Linked DNA regions of Mus musculus: region 2 is linked to region 1. The links are chromatin contacts, called in public Hi-C maps. All regions are on one chromosome and are shown on one strand. The core of a region is the stretch at or near the end of the contact, and the rest is flanking DNA. Distances in the headings are between cores, read along the strand shown. Region 1 holds the start of Mfsd9 (major facilitator superfamily domain containing 9). Region 2 overlaps Tmem182 (transmembrane protein 182).

What was found. A called contact is a pair of places that touch in the nucleus more often than the background predicts.
Region 2: a Hi-C map of the NIH/3T3 cell line shows a contact between it and region 1, with 4 times the contacts expected there. The contact joins the enhancer-like site here to the promoter of Mfsd9 in region 1. A contact is called at or near these places in 1 of 39 promoter capture datasets (3T3-L1-derived adipocytes), 1 of 15 datasets of contacts at CTCF or cohesin (the NIH/3T3 cell line), 40 of 484 Hi-C or Micro-C datasets (the AML12 cell line, LSK cells, the NIH/3T3 cell line and 24 more), 5 of 115 datasets of contacts at active chromatin or transcription factors (bone marrow-derived macrophages, embryonic fibroblasts, epiblast stem cells and 2 more) and 1 of 9 other capture datasets (adipose tissue).

The regions. Positions count from the first base shown.
Region 1 is chr1:40,788,650-40,792,599 of GRCm38.p6, reverse strand. It overlaps Mfsd9 (major facilitator superfamily domain containing 9), which reads left to right and starts at 1,943. Exons shown (of 6, transcript NM_172499.2): 1 at 1,943-2,115. The coding sequence starts at 1,981.
Region 2 is chr1:40,838,925-40,842,874 of GRCm38.p6, reverse strand. The region is part of intron 4 of Tmem182 (transmembrane protein 182); the gene reads right to left. Among named protein-coding and RNA genes, the nearest start is that of Tmem182, 35 kb to the right of the region's middle. Within about 2 kb of position 1,739, at least 65 of the 459 cell types and tissues checked have an H3K27ac peak or open chromatin away from gene starts, as enhancers often do. A contact at or near this core is called in the NIH/3T3 cell line, adipose tissue, cardiac endothelial cells and 6 more, where this site is marked.

The DNA of each region.
Region 1 (3,950 bases), core at 694-3,193:
AAAGTGTGAGCCTAAGAAAGTCAGTTCCCTTTATAATTCTCTCTGGCACTTTGCTGTGATGATAGAGCACTAACTGGACAGCCACACTACCATAGGGCTGTGGACAGCCACACTACCATAGAGCTGTGGACAGCCACACTACCATAGAGCTGTGGACAGCCACACTACCATAGAGCTGTGGACAGCCACACTACCATAGAGCTGTGGAAAGCCACACTACCATAGAGCTGTGGACAGCCACACTACTGAAGGGCTGTGGTTGCCTAAGGAAGCTGTGAAGGTTTATGGTCTGGAGACATATAAGTGCCTCAAGACTCTGAATGAGCTATTCATTCAAAATGCTCTGCCTATGGTTTGAGTAAATTGAGGGACTGCAGAGGGGACTCTTCAATTTCAGGGAATCAAGTCAGACTTTGAACTATTAATTCTAGTCTCTTCTGTGACAAAACTTAAGAAATGCTGTTAGTAGGTGTTGGTTTTCTTCTGTTCCAGATCCCATAAGGAAGCAGCCACAGCCAAAGATTTCTGTAGGCCAAGGCATTTTACCTGATACACACACACACACACACACACACACACACACACACACACACACACAGGAGCTTGTGCTTGCATGCACATGGGCTCACACAACTGAAGTGGGGCTACTGACAATGGTTAATAGTTCACTAACTATTAAATATCACACATCTACTTTGTTTCTGTCCACTGCTCTCAGAATGAAACCTCTAGGCTATAGATGACTGAAACCCTGTTTATTCTACATCTTTGTGTTTGGATGTTTTGGTCACACCCATCTTGAAGCCTAAGGCACTACAGACTCTACTTCTTTGGTCAGCACATTGGGAACAAGCAAAAGGAATGTATTCTAAATTCTACCATTTCGTTTTCCATTTAATCACGAGGAGAAAGTCAAGTCAAGGTCCCAGGCCCTAGGGAGCTGGGGAGTTCGCTATAGCTGAACAGCTTCTGCTGTAAGGAAACAGTTGTCTGAGTCCAGATATCTCAGGGACAACTAACTTTTCCATCTTGGCTGGCAGGGTCAAACAAAATTCATGTTCCCATGTCCAGGAACCTACTCCTATCCTGATTGATGGAAACGCCCTTGCTCAACCCCTTATCTTTAAATATGATTGACAATGTTACAGCCCACCCAGCTCCCCCTCTCTTTATGGTTTCCTGCTTTAACTATGCTATACAGTATCTCTTTGAGATCATAGTTCAGCTCTCCTGTCTTTTCTGTGGCCCTGATTGATTAATAGTGTCTTGGTTATAGTAAGTTTTTGTCATCTGCATCGCCCTGAAGTTTGAGTTCCGTTGGATTTAAGCAGATCCCACAAGCACACCAAGGCTCACACTTCCTTATGTCACGTGTCCTCTAACTTTTGTGTATCTCTCTATTGTACGTTTATTATTTACAATTCTTCATGCTTTTCATGGTGTGCTCCTGTTACTCCCTGAAGCCCAACTCTCAGCCTATTTCTGGCCTGTTTTCCTTGTAGAGCTACGAAGTGCTGACTAATGCTTACAGACTTCTTGGATATCTAGAAGTCTCTCTAAATTACTACCCATTGTTTTTCAAATGCATACGAAAGCTTCCACAGCCACCTTAACTCGTTCCAGGTCTGTAGAGCCAAGTAGGAAGTAGGGCCCTGGGTCTGTGATCCTTAAAGCCAGAACGGCTATCACTGAAGAAAACCTGGTACTAGCAAAAAGACACAATTCCTTCGTGCCTTACACCACCAGGGAGCGAGGAAAGATGGCACCAGTCACTTGTCACAGAACTTGCGATCTTGAATTAAGACGCCCGCGGTAGGTACCACCACAACAGTAGTCACACCCACCCAGCGGCGCGACCTTCCATCTGCGCAGGCGCACGCAGATCGCTTCCGCCATGGGCGTGGTCAATCCTGGGCGTGGCCACGGCGGGGGCGTGGTCTGCAGTCGGCTAAGCTGTCCGCACCCCCAGCCCTCCTGGGAATGGCGCTGGGGGTCCCGGGGCACGGGGCTTCGAGGCAGGATCTAGCCTCGGAGACCCCGGTGACAGCCACAGCACCGTCTAGTGCTGTGAGCTCCCGCCGCTTCCTGCTCTGGCTCTACCTTGTAGGCTTCTTGGTGAGTGCCCGCACCGGGGCTGGGGAAAAGCACCAAGTCTCTGCAGACTTGCACTTACCTCAAGTTCCCGGGTATTTTACACAGCTCCAGCCCGGAGTCTGAAGTGTGCTGTGAGGTGCCTCCTCTTGCCCTTTCACCACTGACCTCAGGTGTGACTCCTTGACCCTGGAGGGGTCTACACTGGAGGCCTTAAAGCTGGAGATTGGAAGTTAAGGTGAACGGCACACAATTGTCTTTGGCAAAATGGCATGTGTTTTTGTTTTGCTATAATGTCTGTGCATGTGTGTATTGGTTTGGTCCACAAATAGTCCTTTGCCCTGTAGAATGAGAAGCTTAAGAAGTTATTCTCCCATCCATCTGTTTATTAATGAAGTTTCATTACTAATGAATATTCATGAAGTTTCTGAATGCCTGCCGCGTGTGGTACATGCCCTGGAGCACTGACATCATAAGCAGTTTCTGCTTCCAGAGAATTTACAGTCTTAGTCTTGGACCCTGATTCACACTGGCTCCTCTTTCAAGGCGAGGTTTAGTTCAATAGGCCTGGTTATAAGCAGCCGGAAAAATCTTTCAGTAGGATTTCTTCATCAGGCAGACGGAACCAATTAGTTGAATGATCAGTGGGAAAAGACTTTGTGGCAGGTATCTATCTGATTGGCACTGAACCTGAGAAAACAATTCCTATTGTTCCCTGTCCAGATGAAGTAAGTCTACTCTTTTTTTCCAGACTGAAGGGTTGCTGGAATTAGGAGTTAGCATGCTGAGCCATGTAGCTAAGGAACAGAGAGGCAGCCTCTGTTTGGATTCCAAATTGTCCAACAGTTGGTAGAGGTTCCGTTTAATTAATGCTTGTTAGAATCTTGAAAGAAGTAGATTTCACCAAATGTCTGTATTCACCGAGCTAGAAGGTATTGAGTACCATGCCTGAGAGATATCTCTGCCTAAAGTATACTTTGCAGGTCCCAAGATATACAGTTTCCCTTCTTAGGCTCCCTGCCTTGACTTTAGAGAGTAATGTCCTTGCTTTTTGGTTGTACTTTAGGGATGCAGACATTATTTACTTCCACTGTGTAGTCTGGTTGTTCAGAATCCAAAGCTGGGGAGTGGATGTTTCTGGGAAAGGATGCTGACTGTCATCCACTGGGGTGATGCACGTCTCCAACCTGCTGAGGCCCCACCACAGAGGGCACGAAGGTTATATGTGGAAAAGACTCAGGCCCTCACTTGGAACATTCAGACTTCACCCAGAGGGTAGCAGCAACTACCGGGAGTTAGAATTCACAATAGTTTGGGAGTTACGATGAAATCAAGCAGTTCATACATCATTCATTCTGTGCAGCCTTCCAACACAGACTTGGAGACCCACACCCTCTGCTGTTTGCCATATGCCGTGCACATGGTAAATCCAGTCTGATGTAAAATTTTGAGACGTGTAATACTATATTTAAGAGAATAATATATCCAAGAGCACATCTTGAGGGAAATACATATGATTTCCACATAGTTTTTAAAAGGCAAGGATTTTATTTTTTCAATGAGAAATGTTGTATAGAGTCTTATGCAGCCGTATGTATTGTTGAAGGAGCCTATGCTGATTTTTTAAGTAATTGACAATATTACGCACAGTTTAGTCGCTGTTTTCATGTATTCCGAGACCCCAAAAGGCTTCAGAAAATGGTTTCTGACTGAAAGAGGAAGGGTATAAGATTGGAGAAGTCATTTGCAAATATTCTAGTTTTAGCTCTCAATAATTTTGATATTTTAACTTCGTTCACTAGGAATACTAAACCCATTCCTTTGGCGCATTTTGGTTAAACTAAGATAGTGCCGAGGTC
Region 2 (3,950 bases), core at 490-2,989, 50 kb before region 1:
TCTGGGGTAGAGGAAGGGAGGAATCTGGATGGGAGAAGGAGTAGGGAGAGGTGCAGGAGAGATCAGGCATGGGGAGGACAGAGGGAGAGAGAACTGGAATCAGGTTGGAGGGGGTCGTCTCTGGGATAAGCTAGAAAGCTAGGACAATAGAAACTCGCAAGAGTCTATGACTAAGACTCCTAGCAATGAGAAGTATGGAACCAGAAATGGCTAGCTCTTATAACCAGGCAAGAATTCCAGTGGAGGGATGGGGACACCAACTCAGCCACAAAACCTTTGACCCACAATTTGTCCTGCCTACAAGATGTGTGGGGACAGGAGCCTAACATAACTGTCATCAGAGAAGCTTCTCCCAGCAACAGATGGAAACAGATGCAGAGACCCACAGCCAAACATTAGGTGGAGCTGAGCTTGGTGAAGCTTTTGGAAAAGGAGAAGGAAGGAGTGTAGGAGCCAGGGAGGTCAAGGACACCATAAGAAATCCCACAGAATCAACTAACCTGGGCCCATAGAAGCTCACAGAGACTGAACCACCAACCAGGGAGCATGTGTAGGATGGACCTAGGCCCTCTGCACATGTATAACACATGAGCAGCTTGGCTTTTATGTGGGGCCTCTTACGGCAGGAGCAGGGGCTGTCTCTGACGTTATTGCCTGCTTTTGGATCCCTTTCCCTAAACTGGGCAGCCTTGTCTAGCCCCAACAGGAGAAGATGCTCCTAGTCCTGCTTCAACTTGATATGCCAAAGAGGATTAATATCCACGGGAGGCCTATTCTTTTCTGAGGAGAAAGGGAAGGAGGGTTGGGGAGGGAGAGAGCAGGAGGAGAGGAGGGAGGGGAGGCTGTCATTGGGATATAAAGTAAATACACTAATTACTTTTAAATATATATATAAATCTTGGCTGATCTTTCCTGTGTAGGACTGGGTGAGGCTGACTTCCTTTAGCTCCTATGTGGCAATTGTCTGAAATATCAGACCCAGGATAGCAGGAAGTGCAATTTTGGAAAGCTTTTCCCTGTAGCACTTAGAACACCTGTGTAGGCACGGTCCCACATAAAGCACCCGAGGGTACCATGAAGGCATCACTCGAAGGAGCAAGAGAGTGGTGAGGTCTTCACGTTCCCCTAACAGGGCTTCTCTGAGGACATCCAAACTGCAGCTCTGCAGATGATCAGCTGGGGGGCTTTGTCTGCTCCAAGGCCATGAGGCAGGCACAGGTCAGGACACAGTTCTATGAAGCACTCTTTCCTCAACCACCTCCAGCCCCATAGTGCTCAGAGTGAAAACAGAGCCCTGGGCTTTGGGAAATACGTCATTTCCTGTTAGGGAGTTCAGCTTCTGGGTGACTTCGGAAGCCTACTCAGTAGGAAAGTCATGTCTGAAAGAGACTTCAGCAGAGCCACCATAGCTTTACATGTATCTATTCCCAGTCTGTCTCCACACAGACTGTTTGACAGGCATAGCCACTGTCCGCAGACCTTCATAGTACAGGCACTTGGGCAGCCAGTACAGCTGGAGACCTGTGAGCCTTGCCTGTCAGCAGGTTCCTTCCTAATCCCTTCCTACTTTGGTCTCCAGTCACCTTCTGCTCTGACTGGGGCCTCTCCACTTACTTCCTCCTGTTCCTTATATGGAAGAGTGAGGCTGGACAAGATTTGCCCAGTACCCTCCTGTGAACCTCATGTACAGTCTCAACCAGAGGGAAAGGGGCCTCTTCTGCTAAGCCCACTGACATTGGCTTTCTGTGATGACCACTTCTTCCTGTACACAGGGCATCTCCAGTATGTGGTTGCTGTGGGTGTTCCCATCGCATGCACAAATAATGGTTTCTAAGGAAGAAAACACAGGCAACTTTTGCTGAACCCTTGAGCTTCTGATAAAAAACCCAAACAAACAAACAAACAAACAAAAAGACGCCACAGACTCTATAGTCTTCCAAAACAGTGTCTTTTTGCCCCGGTGTGTGTGTGTGTGTGGGGGGGGGGGTGAGTGTCAAGTACAGGGTGAGGCCACACTGCTCTCCGGGCCCTGCCCTGAGTTGGCACAGCATGGAGATATCATGGACCAAACTTTTGCTCCCACCCAACAGCTGCAACTTCAGTGTCCCTCTGCCAAGCATGGAATGACCTGCACAGGCCTCTGCTGATGACAAAGAGCCTCTGTATGTGTGTGTACACGCCCGGAATGGCCGTGTGGAAGTCAGTTGTGCCCTTCCCTAAGACTCATCTGGCCAATAACTACTCCGTCCTGTTTGTGGCGTGGGGAAATTGGCCAGACTACCCTGAGACTGAACCGCACCTGTTTCTAAGTGCCTGGCAGAGCACCATAGAGAAAGCAAGGTGGTCTGACAGAGTCAAGAAAGCGATGGTCTGACAAGCCCCAGGAGGGACGGGAGTTTGGAACTCTTGGCCCGTAGCCTGAAATGTCCTCATTTTGAAATTTATGAAACCTAACTAAATGAAGTATTTGACGTTCAATTCAGTGCAACTCTGCATTCCACATGGCACAAGGAAATCATTCCTGGATGATGAATCTAGGGCAAGAAAAGCAGCCGTGTTCCCCAAGGCTCTCCATAATGTATCATATAACTTTGAAAGGATAAAATTGTTACATCATGGGTAATAGGCAGATATTTTAAAGTTCTTCTGTTCATAGTGTTCAATTTTAAGTCCAGTTGTTGACATCACTGTTGCTTAAAGTCTGTATTTATGGTAAAAATTTGTAGTGGAATGCTAACTTTGATCAACTCCGAACACATGACTTTTCCAGCCCCAAACCACACAATGAACTTTAATGTTTTGTTTCAGGTCATGTTAGTTTTCTTTATATTCTTGCAAAATCATGCACACATTTTGTAACTGTGCCATCCATCAAGAAAATAAAAAAACAAGAGAATCTATTCTCATAATCATCTACTTCGGTAGCTTTCAGGATAGTCACTGTCCCAGATTAGAGGGAAATGGCATTTTAAAGGAAAATCTCTTCCAAAACACACGGAATATCCTTTACACAAATCATTCCAAATTAGCGAATACACAGAAACAGGTAGGTTAGTAGTTTCATGTAGAGGGAGATGAGGTTCCTTTGCAGTATGATTAAAATATTCAGAAATCACATAGTGGCGATGTTTGTACGAGTCCATGAGTGTACTAAAAATTCCACTGAATTACATACTTAAAAATGGTGGATTGAATGGTCTGTGAGTTCTTAGTAAAGCTGGGAAAAGATTAAACAGCCATGAGCTCCAGCAGGCATTAAAGAAAAGCATTAGAAGACAGGGTAAAGGGGACAGAAGACAGGGTAAGGGGACAGAGGCAGTTAAACAGGCTGCTCCTAACTGTTCCCCAGGATGATGGATGATGCTGTGTCAGCCAAGGAGCCCTTTGTGACAGTTGTCTCTACTATGGCAAGCTAAGCACAGGGTTATATAAACAGGATACTGATGACTGATCACTGATTTTGTTGAAGGACAGCATCGTGGACTGCCATACAATGATTCTAAAGACAGCAGAGCTACCCATCAGTTCTTTCCCCATAGCCTTCATTATGACTTCACTTAGAAACACTAAGTTCTCATGAGGGCAGAATATAGCACTACCATGGCGAGTTTGGTCATGCATGCTCAAGTCCCTATGTCCTGTTGGTTTTTGCTGATGTTATTGTTGTTGTTGTTGTGTTTTTGTTCTTTGTCTGCTTGACACAGCTAGAGTTACTCGACAAGAAGAACTCACAATTGAAAAGATGCCTCTACAGGATCGGCCTACAGGCAAGTCTGTCTGTGGGGCATCTTTTTAATTAGTATTTGATAATGGAGGACTTGGCCCATTCTGAGTAATAGTAACTCATGGACCAGCAGTCCCAGGTTATATAGAAAAGCAGGCTGAGCAAGCTATGGGGAACAAGTCAGTAAGCAGCATCCTGCCATGGTATCTACTTCAGTTCCTGCCCC